2 separate regions of the Xenopus laevis genome follow, and region 1 is linked to region 2. Evidence: chromatin contacts called from public Hi-C data. All regions are on one chromosome and are shown on one strand. Each heading gives the region's core, a stretch centred on a gene start, on an enhancer-like site or on the middle of the called end of the contact. The rest is flanking DNA. Distances are from core to core; before and after follow the strand shown. Region 1 holds the start of unc5b.S (unc-5 netrin receptor B S homeolog). Region 2 overlaps unc5b.S (unc-5 netrin receptor B S homeolog).

Region 1 (3,618 bases), core at 4-2,503, 74 kb after region 2:
CCGCCTGCTAGAATGAAAAAACGCCTGCGGCCCTTCGTTTTCTGACGTTTCCCTTAGGGGAAGCAGTTAGGAGAGATTAGTCGCCCCCAAAGCGATTAGTCACCGGGCGACTAAATCTCCCTGAATCTCACAGTGTGACATTACCCTAACAACTAAAAGATAGAGCTAAACAAACATTCAGGGCTAGACTGAGATAAGAGCGAGCCCTGGAGTTATAGGAAAACGGAGGATAAATGACATAAATCCATGGATCTCCTGCCTGCTTCCCTGCAGTTGTTGCTAAACTACAACGCTCAGTAACATACCCAGGTCACAGACGATTCTGAAAGTTGCATCCCAGTTGCAGTCAAAGGCGGAAAGTAGGGCATACCTGACGTATATACTTAAGTTAAAATATATTATATATGGTTATCCCCAAGGGGCTCCTGTGATACTGAATTTCAGGGGTTAATATCCTGGACCCCAGGACCTAAAACGAACCATGCCCACGCATCTTGGTACACACTCAAATCCAAAATGTGGCTGTTTTGGCGATTAAAGAACATGTGACAAGGCACTTCCAAGTTGTATAGAAAGTCTGTTTATTTCAGGAGATTGATTCAGTGGGGCTCATTTACCAACACTGGGCAAATTTGCTCATGGGCAGTTACCTAAGGTCAACCAATCAGTGATTAGCTTTTAAAAGCCAGGGGCAAATTTGCCCCTGTGTTGATTAAAGAGACATATGTGCCAGACTAGACTATTACCATTCGATCTCATTACAGATATTATTAATGGAATCAGAGGAGAGTTCAAGTGCAGGTCCCTCTGTATGTCCGGTTACCTGCACCCGCCCCACTTACCTGCTATAGAAGGTGGAAAGTTGCAGCAGAGAAGCAGAGCCACGAGTAGCGCAGCCAATGCCGCTCCGCCGGGGATCCGGGATAAATACATCGCTTAGCGACTCCACTCGCAATAGCCTTCCTTGCGCACGTACAATATACAGAGAAGCCCCCACAGCCCGGGTATATCCCGCGTCCAGCCCAACGCCAAGTCGTGACGGAAAAACTTGCTCCCAGTTTTCTGTGAAAGTCGACACAAAGGGAGAGCTTCCCAAGAAGTATTAGAAGGTCCCGAGGCAACACTCCTTTAGCTGAGCTCGTCTGTGCCCGTTACAGACGCAGCTACCAGGGGTTGTACATCATTTTCCCCCCTGCCCTGCCTACCGCTACAACGCCAAGGTGTCCCGCAAGCAGCAGCAGCAGCACAGGCAGCGTGTAAGGGGGAGCGCGACGTACGGACTGATTCTCAGTGGATGGGAACAGCCCAAACAGATGGGAGCAGAGGTGGGGCCAAGTCAGTGGGAGGGAGATTATTATCCGAGTACCTCAGTCACTGTACTCGCAGATGTTCAGTCGTACCTCCGTTCTATTATCAATTCCCGACTAACTTTTCGCACGTCGCCGGTTTCCAGTCAGTTCATTGACCTTCCTCACATCGCTGACTCACTAGACAGCTGGGGAGGAAACATTTGCCACATACACGTATTCAACTCACCGACCTCCCCCGTGCAATTATTCCGGGACTAACAGGGCCAAGGTAGAATATCACGTGGTATAATGATAGAACAAAATCAGGGAAAGATATCCTTGAAAGGAATTATGGCCTGTGTATAAGCAGCTCACTACTGTACGTTGCGTGTGTTCTTAGTATAAGAAGGAGTTAGGGGCAGTGCCTTCCTTCCTCATACTCATTAATTATGTAGTACTCTTACCTTACTGTAATATCCCAGTCACAACTACTGCACAGAATAGGGATGTGTCAGGGATTACCCTCTTTTTGCCTCTGCTGCCGCGGACACCAGATTCTTACCTCTGTAATTCATTTCTAAGTGTCAGACAGCACTTTGCCAATCATTGCACAATAGGTGCAGTGAATGAATATATGTGAAAATATTGCTGTTTAGCAAATTTTTCCATGAAGTAAAATGGGACAGATTAGCCCGTCACTAGGGGCGTAAATACAGAGGGGCCCAGGAGGTCTAGGGTCCCCATAAGGCCCTGATACATATACAATTTTAATAAATATTGGTAAAACAAGTCAACCTCTGAGTCTAGACATTTTGGTGGCCAGAAGATTTTTGCCCCAAAATTGTCCAAAATCTGGTAAAGCTGGCCATAGACACTAGAGATCTGATCGTTCGAATGATCGGACGTCCCCATCTCCCGACCTGCAACTAACCTTCAGTTAAAAAAGAATAGATCAACCAATGTTAGAACATGACAAGTTACCGGCTGCTCCATCTCCCTGCTGACAGCTTCTCATCTGACTGGCGTACCGGGACTCATCTTCTACCGGAGGCCTAGTGAGGGGATTTGTTAAAGGGCAGGATGAAGGATCTCCCAGACGGCACCCCGCCACCATCCCTTTTATAAAATGAGCACAAGTGCATTTTTTATTTCTAACTCTCAAAAGGTGGCTGCAAGTAGGGTCGGGGAGAACAATAGGGGACAGGGAGAAACGGGGGTCCCCACGGGGATACAAGTGTGGCGCCCCCTAGAGACTTGCACCTAATCCAGCCCTCGCCTCATTCGCTGCACTTCAACTACAGCTCTCCGCTTCCGCTGGCAGTCTCCCACTGAAGATCGGCAATAACCACAGAGATATTATCGGCAGCCGACAGAAATCTTTTAACTTGTCTGATTGACTGAACGACCGATTGGCATGGCACGACAGATGTCGGGACACTCCACACATGTTCTGAAAATCGAAAGAATCGAGGATTCGTACAATCGGATCTTTGCGTCTATGACCAGCATAACTCCCGCCTTCTACACAAGGCAGTCCCATTGCATGCAGGGTATTGTAGTCTTACATTAAACATGGCAGTTGGCAAATTGTTAAAAACTACATAACCCAACAGACTTGGCACATTAGGGCAAGAAAAAACTTTGGCTGGTTTCCAAAGTACCAACCAGCCAAAGACCCAAAAAGTAGCCCAAATCTGTATCTTGGCTAGTTTGTACTTTCAAAACCCGCCTGGGCTATCAATTCTATCAATTAGTAGCCAAATTTGGCTGCTAATCTGGCAACCCTGCTCTAGAGAGATGCGAAGACATATTAGCACCACTGCCTCCCATGGGACACATGTCATATAGCTACAAACAACCTAATGTTTCTATGTCCAGCCTTCTGTTCAGAAGTATAGCTGTTCTGACAGAAAATCAACCCTCTTTGGTTTGGTTTTACTTTATTTTTTTCCTCATGTGTTTATATGGTTGTCGAACTTCTAGTTCCATATATATTTGCCATTTAGTATATTCAGGTACTCCCTATTGTTCAGCCAAGAAAAAATAAAAAATATCTGTAGATTTTACTTGTATGGTGCCCCTTGCTGCCAACTAATCATAGAACTGCTTGAATGTTTATTTGGTCTTACTGAGCAATACCTTGTAAAGTAAGCATCTCTCTACTTTATTTTCCAGAAGAAAAGCAGCAGACTGCATTTATTGCTTGTTTTGCATCCATCAGAACATATGTTGAGTAAGTCAAATGCTGTTATAAGAGGCAAGTATGATTACACTGCTAAGGTTTCATGACATGAAAATTACAAGTAGGTCTATAGCCCTGCCATTCACT
Region 2 (3,809 bases), core at 168-2,667:
TGCAGAAATTGATTGTTAACAGCAGGAATGGTGGCTTCGCACTTGAGTTTAAATAATGCAAGGTCTGAAAATGTTTTAAAATGCAATAGGAGGTATATAGGTTTTACTTGTTAAATTGTTTGCTATGAAAGGAATGACAGAATACAACATGGATTTTCCTGTTTCGAGGAAAACAAACTGAATACAGATTTAAACTTCAAAGGGAGTCTCTATATTCAACCTTGAAATCCACCATTATATTTGAAGGATTATTTTTCCATCAGTTTATGTAGTGCACTCACTGCATAAAAGACATTTAAATCCAACCTCTGTGCAACCTCTAAGGAAAATGTATTGGTTTACAAAAGCTAACATGCCCAGCCAAACTTCAGCATGAACAGAAACTGGTGCCAAAATTTAGGCAACGTGTTATGCTTGATCATCTGAAAACAAGCAGCATTTCCAGTTATAGAGAAAACCAGTGGTGATTTAGAAACATAGAAAAATTGACTTTTGGTCATAGAACTCTTCTTAATTGTATCAAACCATATTAGACTGAGCCTAGAATTTGGATCAAATAATAATAGATGCTTATAAAGAGCCATCTGGAGAGAACAGCATCAATAGCTATAGGCCACTGAGATTTTAAAACCTTTCCATTATACATATAGGTAGATCCCTGATCAGAGAATAGTTTGGCAGGCTATCATTTTCCCATGTAGGCCACTTAAGAGTTGGCAGAATGTTTCACGAAGTTTCACAAACTGTGAAGCCAGACCCTAACTTATGAAATATGCATGAATTGATGATTATGATTCTTCACTAAATATTTCCGGTTTGCCAAAGATAAGGAATAATAGGAATGAAAACCTTTGGGCTGTTCCAACATGCTTACCAAGATTTGCAATGGAAACTCGTTTATTTAATAGCACCAAAACAGGCAATAAGTGACTTCTGACAGACATTAAACCTCATTGTTTTATATCATAGATTAAATCAGTGGGGATGTATACAAGACTATATCTCTGTAGCAGGCTCTCCCTAAACCCCCTAGTGAATACAGCCAAATGTTGGGGTCCCTTCCCAAAGAATTAAAAGCTATGGGAGAGGTAAGAGTTCCATCGCATTCCTGTTAATGAAAAAGTATTATATTCTGTTCTAGAAGTCAATTTCTCCTCTGCAATATGTTGTATATGCTCTGCTGTAGTTACTGGGTTGTGCAGTAATTTTACTGAGTTTGTATTGCAGATTAGCCGAAGTTTGTAGTGAAGCCCTGCAGACAGAAACATAACTAGAGGGGGGCAGGCCCTGGCCCAGGATGCGCAGTGGGCCCCCCCGGCCCCCTCCGTACGCCCGGAACTGGCCGGGAATAATCGGCGAGCTTACTGCCGGGGGGCCCTGAGGGGGTGCGGGCCCTGGCCCTGCTCCCCCCGTAGTTCCGCCACTGCCTGCAGAGCACATGTTTCATCCCAAGATATTCTGCTGTATGAGAATCTGCCCTGTCTGATCAGCACCCTGTCTATATGATTCTCTCATCACAATACAAGGAGATTGTTTATTATAACCTTTATAGAGTATGCATTATACTGCATACGGTTATACATATATAAGGTTATAATAATGCTGTAATATGTTTCTGGGGATATCTAATAATAACTGCCTTTATTATATTGGGCTGGAGCCTTGCAGTGTACATGACAGTGGCAGTGTGTTTCCCTGCTGTCTTACAGGACTCCAGCCAAGTGCCATCCATCATAAAGGACCAGTAACATAGATTTAAAAAAAAAAAAAGTTTGTACATAACGGGAAAAAAAACCCACCAACACACATTTAACTTTAAATTCACAAAGTCTTTATTAAGAAATAATCTACCGATTCTCCACTTGCACTCCTCTTCAAAAAAAGGGCGATGATCCATTGTGCGGCTCTCGATTTCTCCTCCCTGACTTGTATAGGAGATGGCCAGGAGAAATTAAGCGCTGCATGATGTATTGTCGCCTTGACGTCTTTTCTGAAGAGGATTGCAAGCAGAGTATCGGTAAGTTATTTCTTAATAAAGACTTTGCGAATTTAAAGTTAAATGTGTCTTGGTGTTTTTTTTCATTATGTACAAAAAATTTTGTTACTGGTCCTTTAATAAAGATTTAAAAAACCCAGAGCATACCCACAAAATTTCCATCATCATCAGTTGTGTGTCTACATACTGAGTGAGTGTGGGGATCCCGGGGCTGGTGCAACAAGGCGAGTTTCAATTGTACAGTTGACGTTGCTGGAGTGGACTTTTAACTGCTGTTCATTTTTAACATTCTATCTAAATTTTGTCCTTAGTGCAATCTGGTTTTCTTGGTCAGTGTAGGTAATGTCTGCAGATATATCAAACCCTTTAATTACAATACAGATCATGAAAATAGATCTTCAGTATGGTAAGCATGTCACACTTACAGGTTGGGTTGAGAAACATTGTTTAAGTGGATCAGTGAACAGTCAAAAGGGAATTCATTCTGACCATCAAAAAAAAGTGCTTCAGTGCATCTAGAAACTGAATATTGTAGTTAATACACCATATCTACAAAAATCAATTAAACAAAAAAATGTGTATTGCTTTACGCTATCTTATTTTATATAAAGTACAGGAATGGAATCCATTATCCAGAGAGCTCCAAATTACTGGAAAGTCATCACCCATAGACTAAATTTTAATCAAATACTTTTTAATGTTTTTAAATACTTTTTAGAAATTATTACCCTTTCCTCTATAATAAAACAGTACCTTGTGCTTGATCCCAACAAATATATGATTAATCCTTATTGCAGGTAAAACTAGCCCTTTTATTTCATGTTTAAGAGATCTTTGAGTAGACAAGGTATTAGGCTACCAATTAAATAAAGATCTGGGAAACCGCAGGTGCTAAGCATTCTGGATAACAGATCCCATAGCTGTACAAGGAAAATATTATTACAGAGAAGAAAAATTCAACTTGTATAAGCAGGACACTATGGAAAATGGTACTACAGTATATTTTCTAGAAAATGTGTTTCAGGATAATAAATTCTGATTTTTTTTTTTTTTTAAAGAACAAAGCATTCCCTGAAGCCTATATTTTTCAGGTGTACCACAGTGCTCCACATATAATCACATGAGTTTACTAGGAAGCAGCAACAGAACATAACTCATTAGGCAGTCAGACACAATTACACAGTATATGAGAATGAAAAAGGCAGACTTTAGTAAAAACCCTCTCCTTGTTTCTGCCTCCTTGGTCCATATGTTGCAATCAGAAAACTCCCTGGAGCAGTTTGGTTACCTTATCCTACACTTGCTGTATGAGTCGGGGGATGTTAATTTCACAAGGGTTCTATTTCTTAACCAAGTATAAATTTACACAATTACAAGAATTGCATTCAGAAAAGGGACTGATCCATTCTTTAACAGGTAAAAGCAGATGCGAAAATTAAGCGTGCCTTATGAAGCAAGGGATTATGCACCTGCCTGCTAAAACATTGTGCATGTCAAAAATCAGTTTAAGGCCCCTCATTTGTCTTCAGTAACAAGCCCCTGTCAGAGTACTCCATATGTACTTCTAATACCAAATGACAACATGCCTTGGCTGAACCAGGACTTAGTGCATAGCCTCGCTAATTTATTTGTTTACTTGAACCTGATGCTGCACAGGAAATATTTTTAGCAGCTATTAAACTTGCTTTCTTGCTTGTGGCAATATATTGACTATCACTGTAAGCAAATTCAAATTGCAAAAAGTATTTTGGGGGGCAGAAGTCAGTTACCCATCACTGTTAGATGATATACTGTAAGTAAATGATCAATTCTC

The links. A called contact is a pair of places that touch in the nucleus more often than the background predicts.
Region 1: a Hi-C map of the XTC cell line shows a contact between it and region 2, with 2.6 times the contacts expected there. The contact joins the promoter of unc5b.S here to the enhancer-like site in region 2. A contact is called at or near these places in 2 of 4 Hi-C or Micro-C datasets (the XL177 cell line and the XTC cell line).

Annotation. Positions count from the first base shown.
Region 1 is chr7S:35,899,022-35,902,639 of Xenopus_laevis_v10.1, forward strand. unc5b.S (unc-5 netrin receptor B S homeolog) reads right to left here and starts at 1,254. Exons shown (of 17, transcript NM_001161894.1): 1 at 843-1,254. The coding sequence starts at 933.
Region 2 is chr7S:35,824,939-35,828,747 of Xenopus_laevis_v10.1, forward strand. All of the region lies in intron 1 of unc5b.S (unc-5 netrin receptor B S homeolog), which reads right to left. Among protein-coding and RNA genes, the nearest start is that of slc29a3.S, 53 kb to the left of the region's middle. Within about 2 kb of position 1,418, at least 1 of the 7 cell types and tissues checked has an H3K27ac peak or open chromatin away from gene starts, as enhancers often do.